7 separate regions of the Mus musculus genome follow, and regions 1, 3, 4, 5, 6 and 7 are each linked to region 2. The links are chromatin contacts, called in public HiChIP or PLAC-seq, Micro-C and promoter capture Hi-C maps. All regions are on one chromosome and are shown on one strand. The core of a region is the stretch at or near the end of the contact, and the rest is flanking DNA. Distances in the headings are between cores, read along the strand shown.

Evidence for each region. Promoter capture Hi-C pulls out the DNA fragments that hold promoters and counts their contacts. A called contact is a pair of places that touch in the nucleus more often than the background predicts. HiChIP or PLAC-seq counts read pairs in DNA pulled down with a chosen protein or histone mark. Capture Hi-C pulls out chosen DNA fragments and counts their contacts.
Region 1: an H3K4me3 HiChIP or PLAC-seq map of embryonic limb bud shows a contact between it and region 2, with 3 times the contacts expected there. The contact joins the promoter of Ttc29 here to the promoter of Zfp827 in region 2. A contact is called at or near these places in 2 of 39 promoter capture datasets (cranial neural crest and embryonic stem cells), 1 of 484 Hi-C or Micro-C datasets (embryonic stem cells), 4 of 115 datasets of contacts at active chromatin or transcription factors (astrocytes, embryonic limb bud, embryonic stem cells and 1 more) and 1 of 9 other capture datasets (adipose tissue).
Region 3: a contact with region 2 is called in a promoter capture Hi-C map of hippocampal neurons, with 5 times the contacts expected there. The contact joins the enhancer-like site here to the promoter of Zfp827 in region 2. A contact is called at or near these places in 6 of 39 promoter capture datasets (the 3T3-L1 cell line, cranial neural crest, frontonasal cranial neural crest and 2 more), 4 of 484 Hi-C or Micro-C datasets (adipose-derived mesenchymal stem cells, cortical neurons, cumulus cells and 1 more) and 11 of 115 datasets of contacts at active chromatin or transcription factors (the NIH/3T3 cell line, astrocytes, cardiomyocytes and 7 more).
Region 4: a contact with region 2 is called in an H3K4me3 HiChIP or PLAC-seq map of embryonic stem cells, with 5 times the contacts expected there. The contact joins the enhancer-like site here to the promoter of Zfp827 in region 2. A contact is called at or near these places in 8 of 115 datasets of contacts at active chromatin or transcription factors (astrocytes, cardiomyocytes, differentiating embryonic stem cells and 2 more).
Region 5: a Micro-C map of embryonic stem cells shows a contact between it and region 2, with 9 times the contacts expected there. The contact joins the promoter of Otud4 here to the promoter of Zfp827 in region 2. A contact is called at or near these places in 2 of 39 promoter capture datasets (hippocampal neurons and neural stem cells), 9 of 484 Hi-C or Micro-C datasets (CD4 T cells, CD8 T cells, bone marrow-derived macrophages and 4 more), 16 of 115 datasets of contacts at active chromatin or transcription factors (CD8 T cells, astrocytes, bone marrow-derived macrophages and 11 more) and 2 of 9 other capture datasets (adipose tissue and liver).
Region 6: a contact with region 2 is called in a promoter capture Hi-C map of liver, with 2.4 times the contacts expected there. The contact joins the promoter of Anapc10 here to the promoter of Zfp827 in region 2. A contact is called at or near these places in 2 of 39 promoter capture datasets (cranial neural crest and maxillary cranial neural crest), 5 of 484 Hi-C or Micro-C datasets (Sertoli cells, embryonic stem cells, muscle stem cells and 1 more) and 2 of 9 other capture datasets (adipose tissue and liver).
Region 7: a contact with region 2 is called in a Micro-C map of embryonic stem cells, with 5 times the contacts expected there. The contact joins the enhancer-like site here to the promoter of Zfp827 in region 2. A contact is called at or near these places in 1 of 484 Hi-C or Micro-C datasets (embryonic stem cells) and 3 of 115 datasets of contacts at active chromatin or transcription factors (craniofacial prominence, embryonic stem cells and stem cell-derived neural progenitor cells).

Annotation. Positions count from the first base shown.
Region 1 is chr8:78,211,785-78,215,132 of GRCm38.p6, reverse strand. Ttc29 (tetratricopeptide repeat domain 29) reads right to left here and starts at 1,791. Exons shown (of 14, transcript NM_183096.3): 1 at 1,585-1,791; 2 at 1,062-1,125. It overlaps Gm39202 (a long non-coding RNA gene), which reads left to right and starts at 1,840. Exons shown (of 3, transcript XR_878950.3): 1 at 1,840-2,283.
Region 2 is chr8:79,026,651-79,029,859 of GRCm38.p6, reverse strand. Zfp827 (zinc finger protein 827) reads right to left here and starts at 1,423. Exons shown (of 15, transcript NM_178267.3): 1 at 1,131-1,423. The coding sequence starts at 1,173.
Region 3 is chr8:78,231,507-78,234,987 of GRCm38.p6, reverse strand. All of the region lies in intron 5 of Ttc29 (tetratricopeptide repeat domain 29), which reads right to left. Among named protein-coding and RNA genes, the nearest start is that of Ttc29, 20 kb to the right of the region's middle. Within about 2 kb of position 1,262, at least 7 of the 459 cell types and tissues checked have an H3K27ac peak or open chromatin away from gene starts, as enhancers often do. A contact at or near this core is called in hippocampal neurons, where this site is marked.
Region 4 is chr8:78,096,127-78,099,728 of GRCm38.p6, reverse strand. No RefSeq gene overlaps it. Among named protein-coding and RNA genes, the nearest start is that of Gm6360, 25 kb to the right of the region's middle. Within about 2 kb of position 1,443, at least 34 of the 459 cell types and tissues checked have an H3K27ac peak or open chromatin away from gene starts, as enhancers often do. A contact at or near this core is called in differentiating embryonic stem cells and embryonic stem cells, where this site is marked.
Region 5 is chr8:79,638,354-79,641,618 of GRCm38.p6, reverse strand. Otud4 (OTU domain containing 4) reads right to left here and starts at 1,943. Exons shown (of 21, transcript NM_001256033.1): 1 at 1,555-1,943. The coding sequence starts at 1,713. Gm51579 reads left to right here and starts at 1,714. Exons shown (of 1, transcript XM_030243905.1): 1 at 1,714-3,265. The coding sequence starts at 1,757. The coding sequence ends at 2,266.
Region 6 is chr8:79,709,799-79,713,057 of GRCm38.p6, reverse strand. Anapc10 (anaphase promoting complex subunit 10) reads right to left here and starts at 1,295. Exons shown (of 5, transcript NM_001357234.1): 1 at 1,214-1,295. Abce1 (ATP-binding cassette, sub-family E (OABP), member 1) reads left to right here and starts at 1,318. Exons shown (of 18, transcript NM_015751.2): 1 at 1,318-1,515.
Region 7 is chr8:78,145,621-78,149,062 of GRCm38.p6, reverse strand. No RefSeq gene overlaps it. Among named protein-coding and RNA genes, the nearest start is that of Gm39202, 66 kb to the left of the region's middle. Within about 2 kb of position 1,637, at least 19 of the 459 cell types and tissues checked have an H3K27ac peak or open chromatin away from gene starts, as enhancers often do. A contact at or near this core is called in embryonic stem cells, where this site is marked.

The DNA.
Region 1 (3,348 bases), core at 542-3,041, 820 kb after region 2:
CTTAGTCCATTCCTGCTGTGCACTACCTGGCCTAGGTCAGCAGTAAAAATGGAAGCCGCCCTCAACCCTTGGCCATCGGGTCCACCCCAACTCATCCCTACAGAAGAAAGCTGCAGGCAGGCAATCACTCAGTGAGAGAGAGGGAGGGAACCTCTGAAGCTGGTACCAAAATGTACTCAGGCCCTGGAACCCAGGCTGAAGCAGTGCACTAGGGAGGACCCAGGGGGCATTTCCCCCTCCTCTCCAATGCCAGTGAACGGGCAGTGCTACACGTGGCTGAGGCAGAGATCAAAAGGCTGCCTGGAGCCATTCTACAGTTGGTATTCAGAAAAGATTTGGCACATCCTTTGATCTGCTGGTTGGCACTCACATCAGCTGCAGTTACAGCCTCTGAGTTTGGCCCCCATGTACAAAGACAAATGAGAATGGAGAAGCAGGGGAGAAAGGTTTGAGAGTTCTGGGTCAGGCTGTATGTGTCCCGTGGTGGGAGTTTACATTTCTGGCTCCCAAGTGAAACTCTTCAAAGTGTAACCCTTGTGCCCACTCCCCCTTGACATGTCCCCAACAGGATCCACAAAAGGAGAGCAGATGACTGTGTCCTCTGCAGTGGCAGTTCAGAGAGGGACGAGTCTTAATGACTGCATTTCCAGGTCCAGCCACTGTGACGGTGAAAGCTGAGATGAGGGAAATGGAGCCAACAGACCCAGCAGAGAAATGATTATGCATCACTGAGAAATTCAAAATAAATATGATCTCCCCCCTCTATGATACAAAGTCATTCTTATGATTCAGAACTTTTTATATAAGAATTCTTTAGCTCCAAAAACATGAAGGGAACCACAGGATACATTTAGTAGACTATTTTTACATGATTGAAAAACAAGCTCACATAAATAAGTTTGAAATTTTGGATACTCCTAGCATGTTGTGGTAGACAGCTGGATGGGTTGTGAAATAAATAGTAACCACACATTTCCCACCACCTAACATTTAGTAGTAATGCAATCAAAACATCAGGTAGGGAAAGCCTTAGACGGTAAGGCACATTTTATCCAACTTACATTTGCAGATAACCGATTGCTCTGGGCTCTTAGAGGCCTGTCTGAAAATTCTGTAAGCAAAATACTACAGCAAAGAAAAGAGAAAAAAATGTTTAAATACCTAGCAAAATAATTCCTCTGTGCTCCTCATGTCAAGAAACAAGGCTCACTCACACCAGTGGATAATTAAGTAGCAGTACTGTGCACCCAGCATATATCATATATTTAAATGAACTAAAAAGTAAAACATCCCAGTTAGACACTAGGAAACTAATCACTAATTCAACAAAATGCCCCCCACCCCACCCCAAACATCTGAAACTCCAATATGGTTCAGGATGGTTCTTTCTCTGACATTTGTGAGCCCGAGATGTTTTTAATGACAGCTGATCCTTCTGTTTCCACCCACCTCGGAACAGGTCTGCTGTGCCTAGAGAGGTTTGGTTTTTCTTGGCCCACCAAGGTCCAAGGGGCAAGAAGAGCGCCTTCTGCGAGGGAATTGATTTGGGGGGATGAGTGGAGAGGGCCTTTTCTCTCCTCTTACCCAAGCTGGGGCCCAAGTAATGGAAGAAGGGGTTCTTGGAAAGGAAGAGCCGCCCACTCTTCTGGGAGCTGACCAGGTCCTGTCCCCAGCCTTGCCCCACAAACCTTAGAAAACTAGCTCTGGGCCTGTGATTCTGTGTCCCTGACTAAGCTTCTGCAGGCGGTGGGTGCTGGGCGCGGTACTCTCATCCCAGATTGTTGGCCTGGCTTGGTGCAGACAGGGGACGCTGAAAGCGTCTCCATGGAAACAGAGGGGCTCGGCGGGCCAGATGGAGGCGTAGTTAGGCTAAAATGGGCTTTAGGATTGGTCAGCTCCAAGACTCTTCAAGTGAGGGGGCGGTGCTTGGAGAGTGGGCCTGTTAGTGAGTGGGCGTGGCCTGCAAGAGGATCTGGTTCCTCCAGTGAACCCGCCAGAGAAATTCCCACAATCCAAGGGCCTTCTGAATGCCCCTGAGTTGTTTCCTTTTTTCAGTATTTCCATGCATTCAATTATTTCTTGTGAATATGCAATTGATTATTGTGACTACCTATAGCCAGCACCATCTCTTGTCTACACCAGGAGAGCCTCATCTGTTCTCAGGAATTCATTTTGTAGCTTTAAAGTAACTCCATTTGACCCGTGTGAATTCTCTCCCGGACTCTGCTCTCTGCTGATTTTCTGCACGAGTGTTTGTGAGTTCTATTTGCTGTCATCTCACAGGTAAAGATCTCTGAGTTAGAGGTCTAGAAAACTCTCTCTCTCGCTTGTTTGTATTTATTCTCCCCGCTTGCTGTTCCTAACTCTCTGGAAAGTCTATGACTGATCTTGTGCTGAACATGAGGTTCCTTAGAGATAGATCTTTGCAAATGAAAGAAAACTCAAACAAAAATAAAGGGGAAACAGTTTCCTCCAAGTGAATGTTGCTGGCTTCAGCTAGTTTTTTTTTTTTTTTTTTTTTTCTCAAGGGACTTGGACCCTTCTGAAAGTACTGAGGACTTAAGGACATGCCGATCTTTACCCACATAAAATTAATCTCACTTTATTCTTTTCACTTATAGATGTCTTTACTATGAGCCTATCTTCCCCGAAAGTGTCAGCTAAATGTGCGTTTTTGTCTTTCCTTTCTCTTGTCCTGTAATAGCATGGGGACAGGAATGTGGTATGTATTCACACAGGATTTTTAATTAAATGAATGATTGACAGGGAAGACAGAAATTCCTCCAATTGATTCTCTCTTCCCTGTCTAGAATTCAAAGTGGAGTGGGAGAAGATACAGATGACCACTTAAAGCTGTTACTTACCTACGATATCCAGAGTATCTTCTGATCTGTGCTCTGAAGATGGGTATTTAGGATAAGTTAAAACTCTCTTCAAATGCAAATTCTAATCCTCCAGTGGATGCCACCACATCCTAACCACTTCCCATAATAGATCTCAATACAGTGTGACATCCCGCTCTCAATCCTGATAGGAAAGTTTCCCTGAGGCCTCCTGTTTTGACTCCGGTGTTTTATTGCATGTGTCCCCTTGCAACACTGAAGAAAGAATATTCTAGGCAATCTGAGTTCTTTTGGGGATGACATTGTCTGACTTTTCCCTACAAACATTGATAAAAATGTACACCTTTGGTACTTAGAAAGTATCCTTTTACATTTGCCATTCCCAGAAGTAGTGATGAGACCCTGGAAACCCATTTCCTTGTCCCTCCTGTGTTGGTGATCTACTAAGAAGATCTATGTTGTCAATGACAGTCACAAGCCTTAGTTGCCTAAAACATCAAAGCCA
Region 2 (3,209 bases), core at 174-2,673:
TCGGAACACTCCGAGCGGAGAGCTTGTGGGGGGACGAGGGGGGAGCCCGAGAGGGAGTGGGGGAAAAGTTAAGAGTCTCGCAAAGAAAAGCGGGAGGGCGGCGCGGAGGGACCCGAGGCGCGGGTGGAGGAGGGGACGGGGACCCGGCCGCGCAGCCCGGCGCGAGTCTCCAGTTGGCGTGTGTGGCTAGGGCCAGGAGGGCTGGGATGCACTTTAGTCACGGACTCTGCTCGGGCTGGCGGGGCAGGGGGGTCTGCGAGCCCGCGTCGCCCCGGCTCTGTCTGCTCCGCCTGACCCCGCATTTTATTGCGGCCGGGAGCCCTGCTCCGCCCTCCCCTCGGCTCTGCAGGGACCTCGCGCGCCGCGCGCCGCCCTGGCTGCCTCGCCTCAGCCTCGGCGCGGCTCCCGCACCCCACATCCGCTCGGCTGCCCGGCCTCGCCCCCCGATCGGCCACCCGCGCCCCCCGGCGCCCCCACACCCTCCTCGACCGCCCCTGCCTTCCCCTCCGCCACCGCCTCCACCTCCGCCTCCAGCTCCAGCTGCCCGCGGCTCCGGGGCCGACCCACCCCGGCGCAACCTTTAGCCGGAGACCGACCTCTCCGGTCCCCAGCCCGGCGGGCGGCCGCGCGCCCTCGCCCCGACACCCCCAATCGCCATGTCACGGCCTCGGCCCTGCGCGCGCCCCAACCCCGCACCCTTGTGCACCGGGATCCACACGGAATTTCTTTTTTTTTTCCAAGATTGCAACCTCTCCCACCTCCCCCCACCCGCGACAAAAACCCGGCATCCACACTACTCCCCTCCTCCCTCCTCTCGCCCCCTCCCCCGCAAACCGGAGTGAGGAGGGGGAGGGAAAGGGGGGAAAAGCCCGATCCCAAGGAAAAAAAAGAGGGGGTCGAGAGAAAGAAAGAAAAAGAGAGAGAGAATAGAAAGGGCACGGGGCTGATCATCACCAACATGGCTGCCTCGGCATAGACCTAAACGAGGAGTAACCCGGGCTGTGTCTTTGTCAGTTTCACCTCTGTAACCCTAAACTAATGCAGAAAACAACGGCGGAGGCTGCGGAGGGGAAAGAGGAGAGGGAGGGCGAGAAAATGGCACGAGAGGAGGTGGAGAAGGGATGACTTACGTGAGGGAAGGCGCTTGGGCTGCTCCTGCTTCCTCCTGGGCATTTTCCCCCTTTTCTCACATTCTCCTCCTTGGTTAATGTGAGATCAAATAAACCCCCGTGGGGGCAGACAGGCAGACACTGGCAGGAGCGGGGAGGTAGTTGGGGGGCGGGCAGGGGGAAACCCCTTCTCTCCGGTGTGTGCAATGGGTTGAAGCTTGTTTCCTGGAGCCAGAAGAGGGGTTTTCTTCTTTCCTTTCTTTCTTTCTTTCTTTCTTTTTTTTTCCTTTTTTTTTTTTTTTTTTAATTTTTTGGTCGTGCACCTGGCTTGTCCCCGAGCGTAATATTCTTCAATGGAAACGGATCTAATAGGTGTGAGTGTGTGTGTGTCCTGTGCTCGCGTGTGATGGGAGGTATAAATAAATGAGCGCCGGTGCGGCGGTGTCTATGGCCGCGCGCTGTGTCTCCGAGCCCCTAACACTAATGTCGGGATCAAAGGGCAGCGGCGGCGGCAGCACAGCTCGCAGCTCGCTCTCTCGCTCTCCTCTCGCGCTCTCTCTCTGTCACACACACACACTCACACACACACACAGAGGCACAGACTGAGGGAAAGAGCGAGAGCTAGACACACGCGCGCGCGCATACACACACACACACACACACACACACACACACATACACACACTCAGCAAAGAGGAAGGTGCCCTAAGGCTCTCAGGGCGGACTCAGCCTAGCATTTACAACTGCTCTGTCTGGAAAGCATGGGGGGCGCGCGTGCGGGGGTGGGATGGACTTCTTCGAATTTATCCCGCTAGTCGCCCAATCAAGGGGGGTGGTGGAAAAGTGCCCCCCCCCGCTCTTGAAACATTATTTTACAGATTTTTTTTTAAGGAAATAGGTTGCACTAACCACTTTCTTTTGTGTATTAAACTACGTTTGGTTCTGTATAAAATTCCCCAGGCTTTTGTAACTGAAAGACTGACTCTCTCACCCCATCACCTTGAGTCTGGACGTTACAGACTCTCACATACTCCCTTAAAACAGCCTAATGGAAATAAATCTTTTTTAAAAAAAAAAAAAATGAAAAGATAGCATAGGGTGGGATCAGTGGATGGGTGGCATGGATACCCAATTTTAGAGGGTCCGGTGGAGTTAACACTTGAAAATTCAGCCAAAACTAAAATTACAGGTTCTTGATAAAGAGGGAAAATAAGATTAGGTCACCCCCCGCCCCCCAGGGTTGACTCAACTGCCACGGGTCTATTCCTACAGTGCACACAGTGATCTTGACTTCTGTGATTCACTCCCTGCCTCCCCCCCCACCTCCCCAGAACACAGGTAACTGAGCCTTACCCTGAAGCAATTCTAGTGTGTAGTTTGAGCTCATACAGCAGTCTTCATTAAGCCATATACTTTCATTACTTTAGAAATCACACATCTTGCTTCAAAGAGACACATAAAGAGGGAAAACAGAAAAGGATGCGTCGCCTCACAAAAGGTACTCAGTGAAGGGAACGGGTCTCTCTCTCTCTCTCTGACTGTAAGCCATGTGGATACAAGTTCACTGGGAGGTTGTTAATGATTTAAAACTCCAAAATCTGCTACTATAATTGAAGTAAAAAAAAAAAAAAATTTGGTCTGAAGAAGAGCTGTTTCATAAAACTCTTTGTAAGGGGAAACTTTGAACTTGGTGGAATACATTATATGTCATGAGTCAGAGCTAAAAAATAAAAAGGTGCATTATTTAAACATCTTCCCTTTTGAGGTTTAAAAAATCGACTCATCATCTTATTATGTTAAATATTTTCCTACCAATTTTTTAATAGATGTTTTCATCAGAAGGTGGAGCATAGTGAAGACACAAAAGTTTAAAATGGCATTCCATCAGGTGACATGAGTGACTAATGAGACTTAGAAGTCTCCAGTGGTGTTAAAGAGAGCCACTGGGGTTAGGTTTGGTTACATTTCCTTTAAATGACAATAGCTTTATACTGTTTTCACTAGGAAACTGTAAAGGAGACTGTGTCTCCCAAAAGATGGCTTTCATTAATAGTGAATTCTCAAGATGAACCCCTTCTTGCTGATACCTACCAACATACT
Region 3 (3,481 bases), core at 13-2,512, 790 kb after region 2:
ATTTCTTCAGTGAGGTGATGACATTTGCTGTGAAAACTGAACAAGACCTCACCTCTTCAGAACCTCCTCGCTCCCTCAGCCGCCTCTCTGTCCCCTTTCCCAGGGGCTCTGCTAAACCTACTTCTTCCTTTTCCTTTTGAAAAATTAAGTTCATTACGAGCGTAGGCTCATTTTACCACTGTCATTTTGTATTTTTTAGATGGAAAAAAAAAAAACCAAACCTATGGTAAATTGAGTAAAAAGACAGGTTACATCTCAATGCTCAAGGGCAACTCCAGAACTGATTTTTGTGGTTCTAAGGTGACTGCCTCACCAATGACACAGTTTTCATTAGCATCCTTTAACTTTCTTCCACATGAAAGGTAAGTTCAGGGTGTGCTTTCCCTTGTCAGACTTAAGGACAGAGTTATAAGGCATTTGGAGTAAACCTTCTTTGATTATCATTATAAAGAGATGAGTATCACACACACACACACACACACACACACACAGAGAGAGAGAGAGAGAGAGAGAGAGAGAGAGAGAGGGAGAGAGAGAAAGAGAGAGAGAGAGAGAGAGAGAGAGATAGATGAATGCTCCTCGCAGGCCCCGTGCATGAGGGATCAAACTTCCAGAAAGCGGTGAGAAGCGCAATAATGAAAAGCACAGACACTGATCATTCTGACCCTCTGCCAAGACAGAGTCTGGGAGAGATAACTTGCCATAAATAGCATGTTGACCTTATGGCAGCTATCATGAATATCTAGAAAATTACTAGTCAGGACTAACAATATTTAAAATCAAGTTTTGTAATTAGCAAGAGTGTTGTAAAACAAGGAGAAGGTATTTTTGAGAATACAAAACAATGTTGAATTCAAACTTAAAAAAAATTGTACATAAAATAGAGAGCAGGCAGGGAGTGCGTTGTCTCTTTCTAGTTCCTGAACAACACTGAAAATGCTAACAGGAGGCGAGCAGGCAGCCTTCGCAGCACGATCAACAGCACACAGAACAGAATTCAAGCAGAAAAACAATCAGAAGAGCAGAAGGCTCAGAGGTCTATAAATGGATGGATCACTGAGAAATACGGCAGGCAGAAAAAAATGCACCAGATGCAACGGCTTCAACATGTAGAGAATCAACAGGACAATGAAGACAAAGTGATTGAAATGAATTTTCTCTCAGAAACTTACAGATACAGTAAAAGAAAAATTACATGGCTAACACATACCCGGCTGAAGGGAATAACAGACTCAAGCAAGCTGGTGACTGGATCCCAAAAGCTATGTCTGCCAACTGTTCAGCAAATTAATGTACAACATGGATTAATTTCTAAAACGTACAAGACTGTTTTTATAAAAGTTGGCTGTACTAGCTACACTGGAAATTTCATGAGCTTATATCATGCACGGTGTATCATCTGAGCCAAGGTTCCCTCCTCAAACCCTCATTTCCACTGAATGAAAGCAGCAGAGAGCAAGCACACACAAAAACCATTCGTCTGCAAATGCATAAACAAATCTCTAATTTATTCATTGCTTCAAAGTGAAGCCTTTTATGGACTCTTGACATATTTGGGGTTTTAAAGATGCCCAAACATCACATCCCTGAGAAGCAAGCGTCCTCAGGTCAGAAGGAAGCTTCCCACAGGAGTGTTGTGAAAACAGGGAGCAGCCGTTCCGAGCGAGCGAGGAAGGCACTTCCAACTCAGGGTGACAGAAAGAAATAACGAAACAGACACAATGAAATTAGACCAAAGACAGAGCAGAAGAGAACACATCAAGGGTAAACTGAAAGATAATAAAATAGAAGGAGGTGGGGGGCATCTCACAAAACAAACAGCTACTTATATAAAAGACAGAGAAGTCGCTTCGAACCTTATCAAGAATGAGGCAGGAGCACAAAAGCAGATGCAGCTGTGCACAGCAGCCGCACAGCCCTAATTACAGCAACAGCCATAGTCTTTCATGTACAGATGCTGATCGCAACGCTTGGCATATAATTATCTGATTTAAACCTCCCAATGTTTTCTATAAAATTGTAGGGCAGGAAAAGAAAGATTACAGGTTAACCCTATGATTTAGATGAAAATGTACACATACATACAAACACACACACACACACACACACACACACACACAGAGAGAGAGAGAGAGAGAGAGAGAGAGAGAGAGAGAACAAATCAAAGCTACACCATGTAAGTAGGTTTTACCCCAGAATTGAGGGATATAGTCCAATTTTAGAAAATTTAGTAATTTTATTATCATCTTAGCAAACTTTATGATCACCTCAGAAAAAATTAGAAAATTATTTTAAAATGTTAAAAGCCCATAATGTCTAAGAAACGTAGAAACTGAGGAAACTTTTTGTTGGCAATATGTACCTATTAAAAACACATGGGAAAACCCCCTTCACGTTTTGCAGTACACTGGAGAATAACATTGGAATTTGGTGCAATCCTCACTGAAGACCCAGTGACAATTTTAAAATCCCTACTAAACAGCAATATGCAAGAAAAGCATTTGGAACAAAGAGGGGCACCACATACAACTGAATCCATGAAGAGGGCTGTGGCACCAACTCCAGGACAGGCAAAAAAGTCAGTCACCCAGAACACCATGCTTGTGTGTGTGTGGGCGGGGGGAGCACCAGAAAGCACACCCGAGAATAAGAGGTACCGCAGTTTGGGGAAAGACTTGGGAACAGTGGATTTAATCACAGATTTTAAAGATTATTTCTTAACATTGGTGTCTTGCACACACATGTAAGATACATTGCATACACTATAGTACCCCTCTGCACTTAAAAATGTACTTCAGATACTTAAATCGGGTTCTAATCACTTTCCTGTCTTGGTAGGTTTATGGTAATGTCACCACTAAAATCTTCCAGTGCTTAAGCCTATCTCTTGGTATAGTGACTTTGTAGGCACATATTTTGGACTTCTGCATTAGTAATTGTTTATTGGCTTGAATAGTGACTTTTCTCTTAAATTCTGTATCCTCCTATTCCACTTGTGTGGTCATTTATGAGGGAAGCATAGGAGGGTCCAGAGAGGCTGCATGTGTGCACATGTGTGCATAGGTGTTTATTCATATGTATATGTGTGCATATATGTATGTGTTTGGGTGTGCATGCATGCATGTGTGTACATGTGTATGTGCATGTATTGAGTGTATGTACATGTGTATGTGTGAGTGTATGTAAGTGCGCTTATGTATTTGTGTGTGTGGGGGAACGTGTGTATATGTGGGCATGTGTATGTGAGTGCGTATGTGTTAGTGTGTGGGCATGTAAGTGTGTGTGCATATGAGTGGTGAGTGCATATGTGTGTGTGTGTGTGTGTGTGTGTGTGTGTGTGTGTGTGTGTAGGTTTGTCAGCTTTTGCTTCAGCTGTAAATGACTTTCGGTTGATGGTCTCTTTGACTGTTCCATCTTGCAGATTCTTGTTCTTCTTCACTTATTGTAACATTTCTTGTAATTGTAGTATTTCTTTCTCTGT
Region 4 (3,602 bases), core at 194-2,693, 930 kb after region 2:
TAACTGTTCACTAAACTAAAGGCCCCGCTCACATTTTCCCTTCGAGTACATCATTCTCAGAGCTGATTGCCTACTGTTAAGGCAAGAGAATCCAATAACACAAAATTATTTTAATAATTTCTAAAGGAAGTTTAAGTGATACGCACTCGATCAGGGTCGATGAAAATGGCCCCGGTGTCGAAGGGCAACAGGTTGCTAATAAATACAATAGTTTAGGAAAGTGCCGTTGCCGTCACGGAAAAACTATATTCTGGGGGAAATAATACCACTGTAATTCATTTTTGAAAGCTATTGAGACTTCTTGGATGAAGAATGTAGTTATTAAAGGCAAAAGTACACAATATGTTGTAATGAAATGTTTGTGCTTCACACTTCATTAAATGCTTTGTGGGCCTCTGGGGAAATTCCATCTCACACGCCCAGAAGCAGTGTTTGTACACGGTGTGTCAGTAGAGGGAGTGTGTGGGGCAGTGTTCCAAAGATGAAGTTGCTACAACTTCAACATAGTCCATATTTAAAACACTAAAACAAGCCACGCAGACATGTGCCTAACACAGGCAGATGTCTGCCTTAGGCACTCCACTTCACCCTGGCTTCTATGTTACTGAAATTCATTTTCCCTCTTGACCTAATTTTAAAAATTATAAATCATGGATTCTGCTTGAAGTACAAGGTGATTGAGAAAAGTGGATACTTTAAGCCAGTGAGCTCATCCGAAAATGTTCTCATTCTAACTCTTCCCAACACAGTCAGCTAACAGCATATCTAGGCCTTAGAATTTAGAATTTGGAAGGTTAATGGTTTAGAAGGTACCCACCATCCAATTTACTGTAATTTGAAACTAACAAATATGATTATTAAAGAGAGAAGGCTGGGCTGATTCCATGACAGGCTTCAAATCGGCAGTTAAGGAGACTAGGCCTAAATCTCTGTCTACAAGAACTTGGCAAGTCCAGGCAAATCCAGGCCTCAGAAGCTGCCTGCCACCTGGCCTGAGGCAAGGACAATGGGTCAGCAGCAGTTTCCAGACTTCCTCAGTTACTTCCTCAGCAACAGTTTCCACACCTCCTCAGCAGGTTCCCAGCCCCCACACCCCGGTAATGGAATGTCAGTAGAGGCGGACCCGACAGATTAACATAGAGGTCACCCTCCCGGAACATCCCTAATGTGCTTTAAGTCAGGCCTGCAAGCTCACTTGGGTGTCTCTCTATCTTGGTAGTGGGAGAGCACAGCATGCTGGACTTGTGCAGAGTAAAACACTGTGTTTCATACTATTTGAGCTCAGAGTACCATTCTTCAGTGAATCATGGGCCCTTACAAAAGTACCAAAGAAAATAGAGATATCTGATTCTTAGGAGATGGAAACGCCCACTCAGGAGGAGGGACTTTGAGGAGCTCATTAGTACACATTACTGCATAAGCAATGGGAAGGAACCGCAGCTGCTGGCACCCTCCCCTAGCAACACTCTGCTTTGTCCCCTGTATCTTTCTTTCTTCCCCTGGGCTGGAGAGTAGCTTCCCCATTTGTCTGATGTAAACACGCATATCAATGCAGGGCTTCTAAGGCAAACAAGCAAGGAAATGTAGAAGGGAATCCTAGTCAGAAACAACATCAATAGAAAACTAACGAGTATGGGCCCTGGCTCAGAGCCCTCCAGGTAACGTGTTAATGTCAGGATCTTTTGTAAAACACTATGGGAGATTTCTAATAAAGCATTCCTTTGCCTCAAGAATATTTTTTCTCTCCTCGGGAAGTGTCTTAAGCTTAATGGTTTTCTCTAGGGCTAGAATTTCATTTGGCAGCTTTACTGAGAATTTACTCAACAGGAAAAGTGTGACTTACTCTGAGATTCTCATTGAAAGCCACACCCCTTCAGGGGCTCATCTGGCTAAAGCTTAAGAAATCAAAACACAAACAAACATACAAACAAAAAAAAATCCTCCAGGCTCCTATATAGAATATGATGCTGGTTATATGAAACCCATAAGTTGAGCTTGGATGAACATAGTACTTCAGCATCCCTTTTGGTAATACACTGCTTCCTTAATTGGGTACCCAAAGATGTTCAAAACTACAGCTCTACACAGGACAGAGGATGCGCCAGGTTTCCGAGAGCCTTTCTGCTGCCATAGCGATCTTCCTCGCTCCTTATTTTCCTTCAGACTTCCCTGCTTAAAATTATCAAACCAAGGTGATATCTCCATACTCCTATTATCTACTGCACGTAGTGTAATAGTTACTATGACAAGTTTTTGAGAAGCAAACATTCAATTTTCCCATGCCTTCCGTTATTATTTGGCTCAGGAGCAACGCAAAGGAACCCCGCCGGGCAGCGATCCTGGCTGTGCAACTCGAGAATGCTTTGTTCTGGATTGGACACTGACTCTAGGTCTCACAGCTTTGCCAACTCTGTTGAATTCCGAGTTTTCTCACTTGAAAATGAGGAAAGGAATAAAACAACTTTGCAGGGTTGCTTTAAAACGAGATGAGAGTCTGCCCATGTAAAGCGTGTGTAGCGGGGCTGTCCTATTCACGCACGATCTCATTTTTATCACGCTGCATGCTTTACAGCTCAGCTCTTTCACTCTTCTCTGAGCACCTCCGTTAAGGCTCCGGAAAGTTTTTCACATGCTAACTGCACCCTGGTCTACCTGTGCACTGCTCACCACCACAGCCGGTAGATCAAGGGCAGAGACATTCTGCTGCTTGCCTGAATTCCCTAGTCCACCACAGGGTCTTCCCCAAGCAGATGCTCATAAACAAAATGAAAATAAACTTCAATTAGGTGGATATGTGTTATGTAATCTTTACATAATAAGAACACAAGAACTTTCTTTATGGTTATTCAGGGAAAAAAAGAGTAGTTGTTTGTTTGTTTTGTTTTTGTTTTTCCTGTTAGAAAATCTGGTTTTGCTGTGGAAACCACTGCTGGGTATGAATTCTGATCTGCCACCTTCTGTGTTCTTCCAAATGCCATCTTGTATATGGAAGTCCTCTGGGAATACACCCAGAAGATGCCACTCTGTCACCACTAGCAGCTCTACAACCCTTCATCGTTAGTGTCACTGATGTCCCAATTCTTTGACTTCTCACCACAAGCCACTTCTAGAACGTGAAATTAAATTTCCTCACCCTGACCACAAGGGGCAGGCTGCCTTCTCATGGTGGCACTGAGATCCTTTTTAAGCTTTTCTCTTCTCTCTCTGCAGCTGTCTATCCCCTGGCCGCAGTCCCCGCATACTATGGTCTTTACTCGACTGTCACACTGCAGAGCCCCCAAGATGAAAGCTGTAAGCAGCTTTCCAGCTTTTGAGCAGCTATCCTTGTCAAAGTTACTAGCATGATACACTAGAAAATATAAAGACCTTTAACCCATCACTATTATCAAGCCTCATTCTAGAAGACACTTTGTCCCTTAGAAATCTTGGCAATCAGTCGATAACTGTGTGTCAAGGAGTGCGTCAAGCCCTTTAATATGCATGGGGATATTGTGGTGGCAATATTCAGTGGCTACATAAAGGAACAAAAACTGTGACTGTCTCTGATGAGGCCCTCAACACTTCAGTGGGCCCACCTCTTCCTAGCTTTCTCCCTCAGTGAC
Region 5 (3,265 bases), core at 694-3,193, 610 kb before region 2:
AATATATTCAAAATAAAGCGTCCCCAAATTTGTAAAGGTTAGGTCCTTTAAGACTAACCCAGATCCCAAGGCTGAAACGGAGTTTACCCCCATCAATGAGTTTAGTGCAACTAGCTCTTGCCCACTGTGCAGACACTGAGTCCCCCAAGCTGCTCTTCTATCCCCAAGGATCTGTGGCATGTCTCATGGGCAGAAACACACCTTTCTGTCTCACTTTAAATAGGCCTGGATAACTCAACTCCAAACACTAACCTCTACCTCCATCCTCCACAAACTTGCTAATGCACTATAATATAAACCGACACCATGGGATGACTTCACTTCCCCTCTTCAGCTTCTAGAGGTGCTAGAGGCCAAGAAGGCTGAGACAAGGAGACAATCTTCTTCATCTGGAAAACTCACAAATGGAGCAGACTGTTTACCTATGTAACAGTAAAGACTGGGCTGGAAACAGCACCCACACTGGAGCTTCCTACATTTCTGAAAATAAGAGATATCAAATGGTAGGATGGTTTGGGAAGCATCAAAGAATGTTTCAATGGACATACCTGTCATAAGTGCAAAGTGTTCCATATTTACATACTCTGAAAAATACATAGCCTGGTGATTCTAAAACAGAAATCTTAAAAGCTAGTTAGCTCACAAAAGGGGGCGGGCGGGAGGGGACAAAACCATAAAAACTCCAGATTAAGCCAAAGGAAAGCAAACTGTAAATGGTATGAAATACAAACTGGAGCAGTAATGTGAAACTTTTTTAATCCAACTACTTTAGCAGCTAGTCTTCAAATATAGGATGGGTTTTGGTGACCCCACACCTACATCTGATTACATAACATGGGGAAAAGGGCTCGCTCTCAAAAAAGAAAAGCCTTGAGTATTCTTCCCTGGAACTCGTCCCACTCCTGAGTTCTAACTCACTTCTCTTTGGTAAAATGTTCGATCTGTACTGGGAATAATTTTTGACCAATAAGGAAAACAAAACAAAAAACGGAAACAAAAAAAAAAACCCGACATGTGCCTATACTGAAAATCCATCCTATTACTTAAAGGCCTTTAGAAGAGTAAATTCTTGCCTGATTCCAACATAGTATAGTATGGGACCTACTCAAGATTAAGTCACTGGGAAGACCCTATACAGGAAGACTGCTTTCCTTAAACAGCAAAGTTGGCCGCCTGTTTCGAGTGACACCGGTGAGACCGACTACCCCGCATTCCAAAGTCCAGCAACAGGAAAAAAAAAATGTGAAGCAGTCACACTGAGTGCCGCACCTCCTCCAGTAAACATGAGGTTAACTAGTGGGAACACTCGGCTGCTAAAAACTGAGCGCAGGTGAACGCGGAACACAACTCAAAAACAGCATGTCGCTGGGTCCCTGGCGGTCAGGCTGCGAGCAGGCCGCCCGAGATGTCCTCACTCGGTCCCGTGCCGGCGTTACAATGGGCCGCTGTGACGACAGCGAGCCACGCGCAGCCCCGCCGTGGGCGGCCAGGCAGCTGCGGGCGGCATGTCGCACCCAGCCCCGCGCCCGCCCGGCTCCGGCCCGGGTCCTTTACCTGCTCGGCCACAGCCCGGAACAAGCACGACCCGTCCTTGGCGACCAATTTCCGATACAAGCCCAGTTTGCGCAGATAGGCGTCCATGGGCGTCTCATCCTCCAGCGGCCCCACGCCGCCCTGGTCCACGCCGTCGGGCGCGCCGACGGCTGCCTCCATGTTGCCGGTCCGCTGCAGCGTGCGCGGGGCGAACTAGCCCCACATGGCCGCGCCGCCGGCTGCTCGACGCCCGGGCCTGGGGCAGGCTGCGGCTCGGGCTCCGGCTCCGACGCGGACACGGCGAGCGGCGGCAGGAAGAGGCGGTGGCGGCAGCGGCCCGAGGCGGTGGCCGGCGCTCTCCCGGAGCATAGGTGAGCCCAGCCTAGTGCATGGCCATCCGCACGCGGCCGCCTCCGCGGAGGGACACGCGCCCGCGGGCAGCCCGGGGGTCGCCGCCCCCACAAGTTTCCGGGTCTCGACCGGTGTGAGGCGAGAAAAGCCCCGGCGGCGCGCCCGGCTGAGATTAAGCGAGGCCTGCGTCTCCCGCACGCACCCCACGCCGAGAACCGAGGAAACGCGGAGAGAAAGCCACGGCCGCTCGTCTCCCCACCTCGCCGGAGGGCGCCTGAGGGGCGGGGAGCGGGAAGGGGCGCCGGGCGGAGGGCAGCAACCTCGCAGCCTAGAATTTGTTTTCGCTTTCAGCCCTCGGCGCAGCGGACGACGGGAGTTGTAGTTTAAGCCGCGGCAGGAAGTCCTCGTGCAGAGGGCGGGGACGCCTGGGTCGGCCTACCCGGAGGGGAGGTGCCCCACGGGCTCGCGGACTACAAATCCCTACAATGCTAGCGGTGCCGAACCTAGAACTGCCTTCGCGCTTCCCAGGCCGCGTCCGCGAGCAGGCCCGAGGGTGTCTGTCGCTTACGCCGCTGACCTGCGCGCGCTGCCCCGCCCTCCCGGCGAGCCTCCCGCCCTGAGCGCCGTGGGGCGGCGGAAAGCGCGCGAGCGCAGCTTGCGTGCAGTTGCTAGGGGCTCAGTGGCGGTGCCGCCGGCCCTTTGTGTAGTTCCAGAGGACGCACCTGTCCGCACCCCACTCAGGGCCTCCCCTCCTAGCGTTTTCTTAGGGGTGGCTAAACGCTTAGAGCAGAAAACCGGGCACCTCACCCGAGGCCCTTGGAGCCGCCAGCCTAAGCCATTTTGACCCTCAATGAAGCGTTGACAGTTGATTGAAATTGGGACAGCTCACACTCTGACAAGATCTGGCTTTGCCAAGGGCATGCCTGCTCATTCTGTCACAGCAGCTGCGCTCTGCCACACAAAGAGCTGTCCCTGTTAGAAGAAATTACTTCTTTTTTTTTTTTTTTTTTTTTTTTTTAATTCGGTGATAACGCTACGGGGAATCCGACCTGAGCAGTCCAATTGGGTTTGCGAATCCGGAACTTAACCTCTTGGGACGTCAGAATTTTATTTTACTAGCATACAATAGCATCTCGTATCATTTAAATTTATTAGAACTTCGGTCTTGACGTTGTGTTGGAAAAAGAAAAGTGGTAAATTACCTTAGGTTTAAAGGTGTAGGCATTCTTGGGAATGGTGCCAAGACATGCCAGGTGGTAGGATTGCAACACGTTACTTAAAATGTAAGCTATTAATATTTAAATATTCCTATAAATGTGCTATTTTTAGAAAATATATCGCAAGCTAAATAATTTTTTTTTTAAAAATCCTTGACCCAAAT
Region 6 (3,259 bases), core at 46-2,545, 680 kb before region 2:
TATCTGTAATCCTAGTACTCAGGGAGGCAAAGGCTGCAGAAGCACAAGAATCTGAGTTCCAGGTCAACCTGGTCGACCACAGTGAGCTCCAGGACTACACAGAGATACCTGTTTGGTTTCAGACCCGGGACCAGGGAATGAGATGCATATTTTAAATACCAAAGCAGGACCTGGCTTCCAGGTTCTCCCAGCATCCCTCAGTCCCTATCTGGATATCCTGCCTGGAACCTTGAACTTTCCAGCCCAAGGGCTGGGCTGCCCTTCCCCCAGAGGTTTCTCCCTATATAAACCAGACGTTTTGGTCTCTCTTCCTGTTTTCCACTTCTTTCTCTGCGTGCACTCAACCCCTTCTCTCTTTCCTACCCCCCCCCCCCCCCCCCGCTTCCCCATGGAGATTTCCCTGGCCTTCGTCCTTGGGGCTAGTGAACTCGCCCATCTAAGATCAGCTTCCCAATAAACCTGCATTTAATATACTCTAATCTGGCTTAAACTGGCTAATTTCACTGACGGCAAAGAAATAAGCTATCAATACTCTGTCTACAGAAATATATCAAAAAAAAAAAATAAAGTAAAATTTCAATGGCAAAATAATCACTCATATTTCCTTCATCCTCCTTACCTTTTGTTAATCCTAGTAAATCTATGAAAAGTATGAAAAAAAAACTTCTTGGAGAGTGAAAACCATGTTAAATTGTTTCGGTGACTTTTATGGCTACTTTACACTATTGTAAATTATACTTATAATAAATTCCATAAAGTTCTGCTACAAGGCTAACATAACTATAGACCACCACCTTGACACGTCCCTTTGGATTCCAAACTATCCTTATAACCACCGCACAAACAATAATAATTTATAATTTACATAATCACAGAGACATACATTCCGTTAAAACATGAATACCATGCCATTGGAGATGTAGGGGGAGAGGGGCGGCCCATCTCGACACGGGAACAAAATTCAAAGAACAGCCAAGTAGATGAGACAAAACGCTAGGGAAGAAATGGGTTCCTGGCCTTAAACAGTAATACTGAAGGAGCTGAGAATTAGACTTGGGATCCTGCCTACCACCTCCGTCTTACCGGATTAGCAAGGCCCACAAAGCCTGAGGAGACAGCAAGCCTAACGCCGCCGAGACTAGGGAGAAGGGCTCTACCTGCGCCCGCTAGCACACAGTTCTCTAAACCGAGGGAGAGCCGCTGTCTTACACACCTGATTCGCCACAATTCCGGTTCTCAGGCCCCCGCCACTCCCACTGCGGCTCGACGATTCTAGGCTCCCTCAGTTCATTGGCGTCGCGGCGCAATGACGTCACCAACGTCATCACTCCCTCCAGGGCGCCGACTCTGCGCTCTGTCGCGCACGCGCACTATGCCCTCATGCCTTGCGCGAGGCGGCGGCTGTGCACCGCCATCTTTGCCGGTGGCGGTAAGAACACGCTGTGTGCTAAGACCTGACGGCTAGCGCTGCTTTGGCTACTGCACGCCCCGCTGTAAGGGGCCCGCTGTCTCCAGGTACGAGAATTCGCGGGAGAGGTTTGGTGTTAGGCGGCCGGCTGCCACCTTGGGAAGACTCTTAGGGACACAGTCGGAACGCCTGTAAGTTAGGCCTCAGTAGCGGAGACCGTAGCGCGTGGCAACCGGCTCCAGCTGCACATCTGGGACGCCGGAGCGTTCCGCGCGCGTCCGTTCGGCCATCCCGGCCTCAGGGCGTCTGTATTCCAGACACGGCCCGCTGCCACGAGAACGGTCGCAGATGCCATAGCCTCTGCTCGCCACCCTCCACTGCCCCTTCCCCCCACCCCCGCTCCCACCCTCAAGCTAACCCTTCTGTGGAGGACGCTCCGCACCCAGCAGATCCCCCAAGCTTCCCCTCACAGTCAGACGGCTATGTTGGCATTTGGTTGTAAGAAGTAATCCTTTTTTTTTTTTTTTAATAATTGTGGACTGACTCATAGCATCTTGCCGCCATGAAGTCCAGTGCTCCTAGTCCAGTCCCAGACTTTATGGAAATGATAGGCAAACGTTCTATCTTTCTCATAGAGCGACGTGTTCTCAGTTGGGACTGCGGTTAGTAGACCAAGTGAGTTTCCGAGTTGAGTGCCTGTCTTTAGGACTTCCGAGAAGCACTTTGTAGCACCCTGTCCTCTTCCCATTAGTGACTTAATCTCTTGTTTATTACCTCTTCGGCTTCTTGACATCAGGGATGCTGTCTTCAAAATGCCTTTAAATATCCTTTCTAGGCTTAATACATTGTAGGTATTTAGTATGTGTTGCAAATAAATGATGGTCAAAGGTGAATTTCTGAACCTCAAGAGCTACATAAGTATTTTCTCTATTTTGATGGTAAAAATGGTAACTAAGGAATAGCTGTCAAAAAGCTTTTATTGCTTTGCCCTTTCTTCCAAGGGACTACAAACTACGGAGTTAGAGTAACATTTGTATTGTAGCCTATGGTCCTGTATGCTGAAAGTAGTCACCCTGTGTCTGTCAGTTGATAATGTATTCACTATAATCAAAAAGCTTAAATATTTTTGAACCAAAATGTATTTAAGGTTTTATCTTTTCATAGCACTGCTTAGCTCACCTCTATAAATGAAACAACAAAGACAAAAATATGTTTCAGAAAAACATTCTAAGTGTTTTCAGATCTTTTTGTATTCCTAAAAGTTTTTCCTGTAATAATTCCTCTTCAGGTGTCTTTCTATTGGAAAGAAGGGAACTAACTCCATTTCCATAATTCTTGGAAATCGGGAGGTTGCACAAATTATGTTTACCTATGTAACCGTTATCCAAAGAATCTATATTTCTTTTTCTTAAATGTAAAATAATTTATTTTATTATTTAAATCAATTTAATTAGCCACCTCTAGTATATTTCTGTTCCCTATAAATATTACTTATTATAGGCTCTTATCATAGTGAAAGATTTATTCTCTGAAAATACTTTCATTTACTGGGTACTTTGTAGAAAAGCATTTTTTATTTGTATTGGAATGCATGGTTTATTAGTTTGTTTGCTAAAATAGTCAATTTCTTTGACGAGTACATGGTTGGTTTGGGGTTTTAAGTAAGCTTTAGAGGTAAAGTAAAATCATTTAATTTCTAAGTTAAACTTAGGAGACCTGTATCAGTTTTTAAAGAAATGACTTTGTCAGCACAACAGTTAAGGTTTTAGTTTTTGTTGATTTGGTTTGTTTTTCATTACTATAGCTTTGCTCACCTCTACCAAAACAAAGTAGAGCATTTACCAGTTTGAA
Region 7 (3,442 bases), core at 388-2,887, 880 kb after region 2:
GCCCTGTGTCAGTTCACCATGTTTCCGTGCATCACCTTAGGGAAAGGTGTTTGCATATACGTGAACTTGTTCCTCGAAGAGAGATAGAACCCAGGATTCAGGACTATCAAAAGGAAGACATTTAGAATCAGAATAAAAGAGGTATTTACAAGGACTTTCCACTGCTGATGCTTTAAGCTGGCTCGTCCTGCTACTTGCCAGAAGAAAGGATCTAAGAGATCATGGAGCTGTCAGAGCTTGTGTTGCACTCAGGGATCTTATAAGGGGCTTGAATCCGGGACTCTAATCCTTGTAACTGTAAATCCTCGGTGTGTTTTTCCATTTTCATCCGAAGTCAGCAGCTGAGGTTCACTGAAGCATCAAGCTCAACTCTCCCTGTCACTGAAGGGTGGGGACAGATATGGGGTGCACTTGACTTGGGAAAAAGTTGGTCCTGGGAGAGCAGCAGTCACTGCCTGAGATTACTCAGTTTAAGGACAGGGAAAGGAGGACCAGAGAAACAAAACAACTGGCAGTGGCTGAACCTGCAGTAACATGGAGGAGATGGTGAGGGCAGGGAGAGTTTCACAGACCAGACGGGGAACTGGAAAAGACACTGGCTCTCTAAATGAGGGAGAATGAGAATAGTGTGATTGGGGTGTCACAAGTAGGTGTGACCTTGCACCCACTGGTGTGTGGAGCAGCTAGGCTGCATTGAACCATTGTAATGTTGAAATGACAGAGAAGCAAAAGGCAGTTGCATCACATACCTGTTTTCCTGTAAATATCCATTGAAGTTGTGTTTTTGTTGCTGACAATGGAATGTCATGCGCTGTGGTTTGGGTGTGAGCAGCCTTTGAAGGTCCATGTTTTAAAGGACTGACCCAACCCCAATATGGGGGAGGCATTTAGTTCACTGGAGGTGGGCCCTCTAAGAGCACTGACTGGAGAACTTGAGCTTCTCTGTCTTCCTCTGGTTTGAGGTGTGCCTATGAGGTATGACTATTTGGTCCTAGTGTTTCCCTGCTGTGACTTATACCATCTGCTACACTCATCAGAAGCCGAACCAATGGTTTGTACTTTGAGCCTCTAAAAGTGGGGAGTAAGCAAATCTTTTCTCTTTATAAAGCCTTGGGCATTTTGTTTTTACAACAAATTGGCTGTAAATGCAAGTAACACAAAACTGGTTGCTAGATAGTTTTGGGAAATTATGTAAAAATGTTAAGTCACAGAGTCATATGAGAAATGCTCACTAAAAAAGGTTCCTGCATACCCAGTAATATCATTGGGTGCCCAGCTAGACCACGGTATAACCAGGAGGTCATTTTCTGCTTGTTACTTTTGTAGACATGGCTAAGATTATAGACATATGCAAATACAATCATTTTAGGTGGAAAATAAAAAATGCGTTCAGCTGGAGTGGTTCCTGTGGCTCCCCAGTAGGCAGGAGGAGGCACCAGTCTCCAGGGGTGAATGTCCTCAGACAGCAGCTGCTTCTGTTTGCTTTTGTTGTCTTTGTTGGTTTCACAAAACTGGGCTGACAGGTGGTCTGATGACGGCTCCCTCCCAGTTACACTGTTATTTTTCTATAAGACTGCAGGCTCAGAGAGGAGACACCCATTAGACAAAAGCATAGTCCCCAGTGACGTGCACCCTTGGAGCTGCCTTTCATTTGAGGACATGTGCCTTTAAGACACACTAGTGCTCCAGATCTCTAGCACTGTGGTAGACAGTCAGCTGGGCTTGGGAGGCCACATAGGCATTGCTGGTACTGGGAATCTCACAGAAGGTGGGCTTAACCTAAGGGGGTACAGGGAGACAATACAAAGACACGCTAACATGTTACCTACGTTGTAGTCTCCCCTCCCCCAGCCTGAAACCTGCTTGCTCGGGGTGGAGCTTCCTGCTCATTCGTTCTGCCACGCCCACTGCTGGAACCTGCGGAGCCACACCCGTGCACCTTTCTACTAGACCAGAGATTATTCGGCGGGAATCGGGTCCCCTCCCCCTTCCTTCATAACTGGTGTCGCAACAATAAAATTTGAGCTTTGATCAGTATAAAATTGCCTTAGCTCCGTTTCTTCTTTTGCCCCGTCTAGATTCCTCTCTTACAGCTCGAGCGGCCTTCTCAGTCGAACCGTTCACGTTGCGAGCTGCTGGCGGCCGCAACATTTTGGCGCCGGAACTGGGACCTGAAGAATGGCAGAGAGATGCTAAGAGGAACGCTGCATTGGAGCTCCACAGGAAAGGATCTTCGTATCGGACATCGGAGCAACGGACAGGTACACATGCTAGCGCTAGCTTAAAATTTCAGTTTTGTAAAGTGTTGCTAAGGATGCGGTAGGATACGAATTAAGCTTGAATCAGTGCTAACCCAACGCTGGTTCTGCTTGGGTCAGCAGCGTGTTAATCGGAACTAGAAACGGAAACAGGCAGGTTAGCCGCAGCTTTTTAGGAAGCTGCTTAGGTGGAAGAAGAAAGGGTTTAAAGTCATGGATCAGGCGGTTGCCAATAGTTTTCAGGAGTTGTTTCAGGCCAGAGGAGTAAGGCTCGAAGTACAATTAGTAAAAAATTTTTTAGGTAAGATAGATAGCTGTTGCCCATGGTTCAAGGAAGAAGAAACACTAGATTGTGGAACCTGGGAGAAAGTTGGTGAGGCCTTAAAAATCACTCAGGCAGATAATTTTACCCTAGGCCTCTGGGCGCTCGTAAATGATGCAATAAAAGATGCCACTTCCCCAGGGCTAAGTTGCCCCCAGGCGGAGCTTGTGGTATCTCAGGAGGAGTGCCTGTCAGAGAGGGCCTCCTCAGAAAAAGATCTTCTTAACTCAAAAATTGATAAATGTGGAAACTCGGATGAAAAACTGATTTTTAACAAAAATCACTCAGATAGAGGAGCTGCCCATTACCTTAATGAGAATTGGTCCTCTTGTGAATCTCCCGCTCCACCTGTAGTCCCCACTTCGGGAGGTGCCACTCATAGGGACACACGACTAAGCGAGTTAGAGTTTGAGATTAAGCTTCAGAGGCTGACTAATGAGCTTCGGGAACTAAAAAAGATGTCAGAAGCGGAGAAGAGTAACTCTTCTGTAGTTCACCAGGTGCCGCTAGAAAAGGTTGTGAGTCAGGCTCGTGGGAAAGGACAGAATATGTCTAATACGCTAGCCTTTCCGGTGGTCGAGGTAGTTGATCAACAAGATACTAGGGGCAGACATTACCAGACCTTAGATTTCAAGTTGATAAAAGAGTTAAAGGCGGCTGTTGTGCAATATGGCCCTTCAGCCCCGTTCACTCAAGCATTACTGGACACAGTTGTGGAGTCACACTTAACCCCTTTAGATTGGAAGACTCTTTCTAAGGCTACCCTGTCAGGAGGAGATTTTTTGCTTTGGGATTCTGAATGGCGAGACGCCAGTAAAAAAACTGCTGCTTCTAACGCTCAGGCTGGTAACTCAGACTGGGA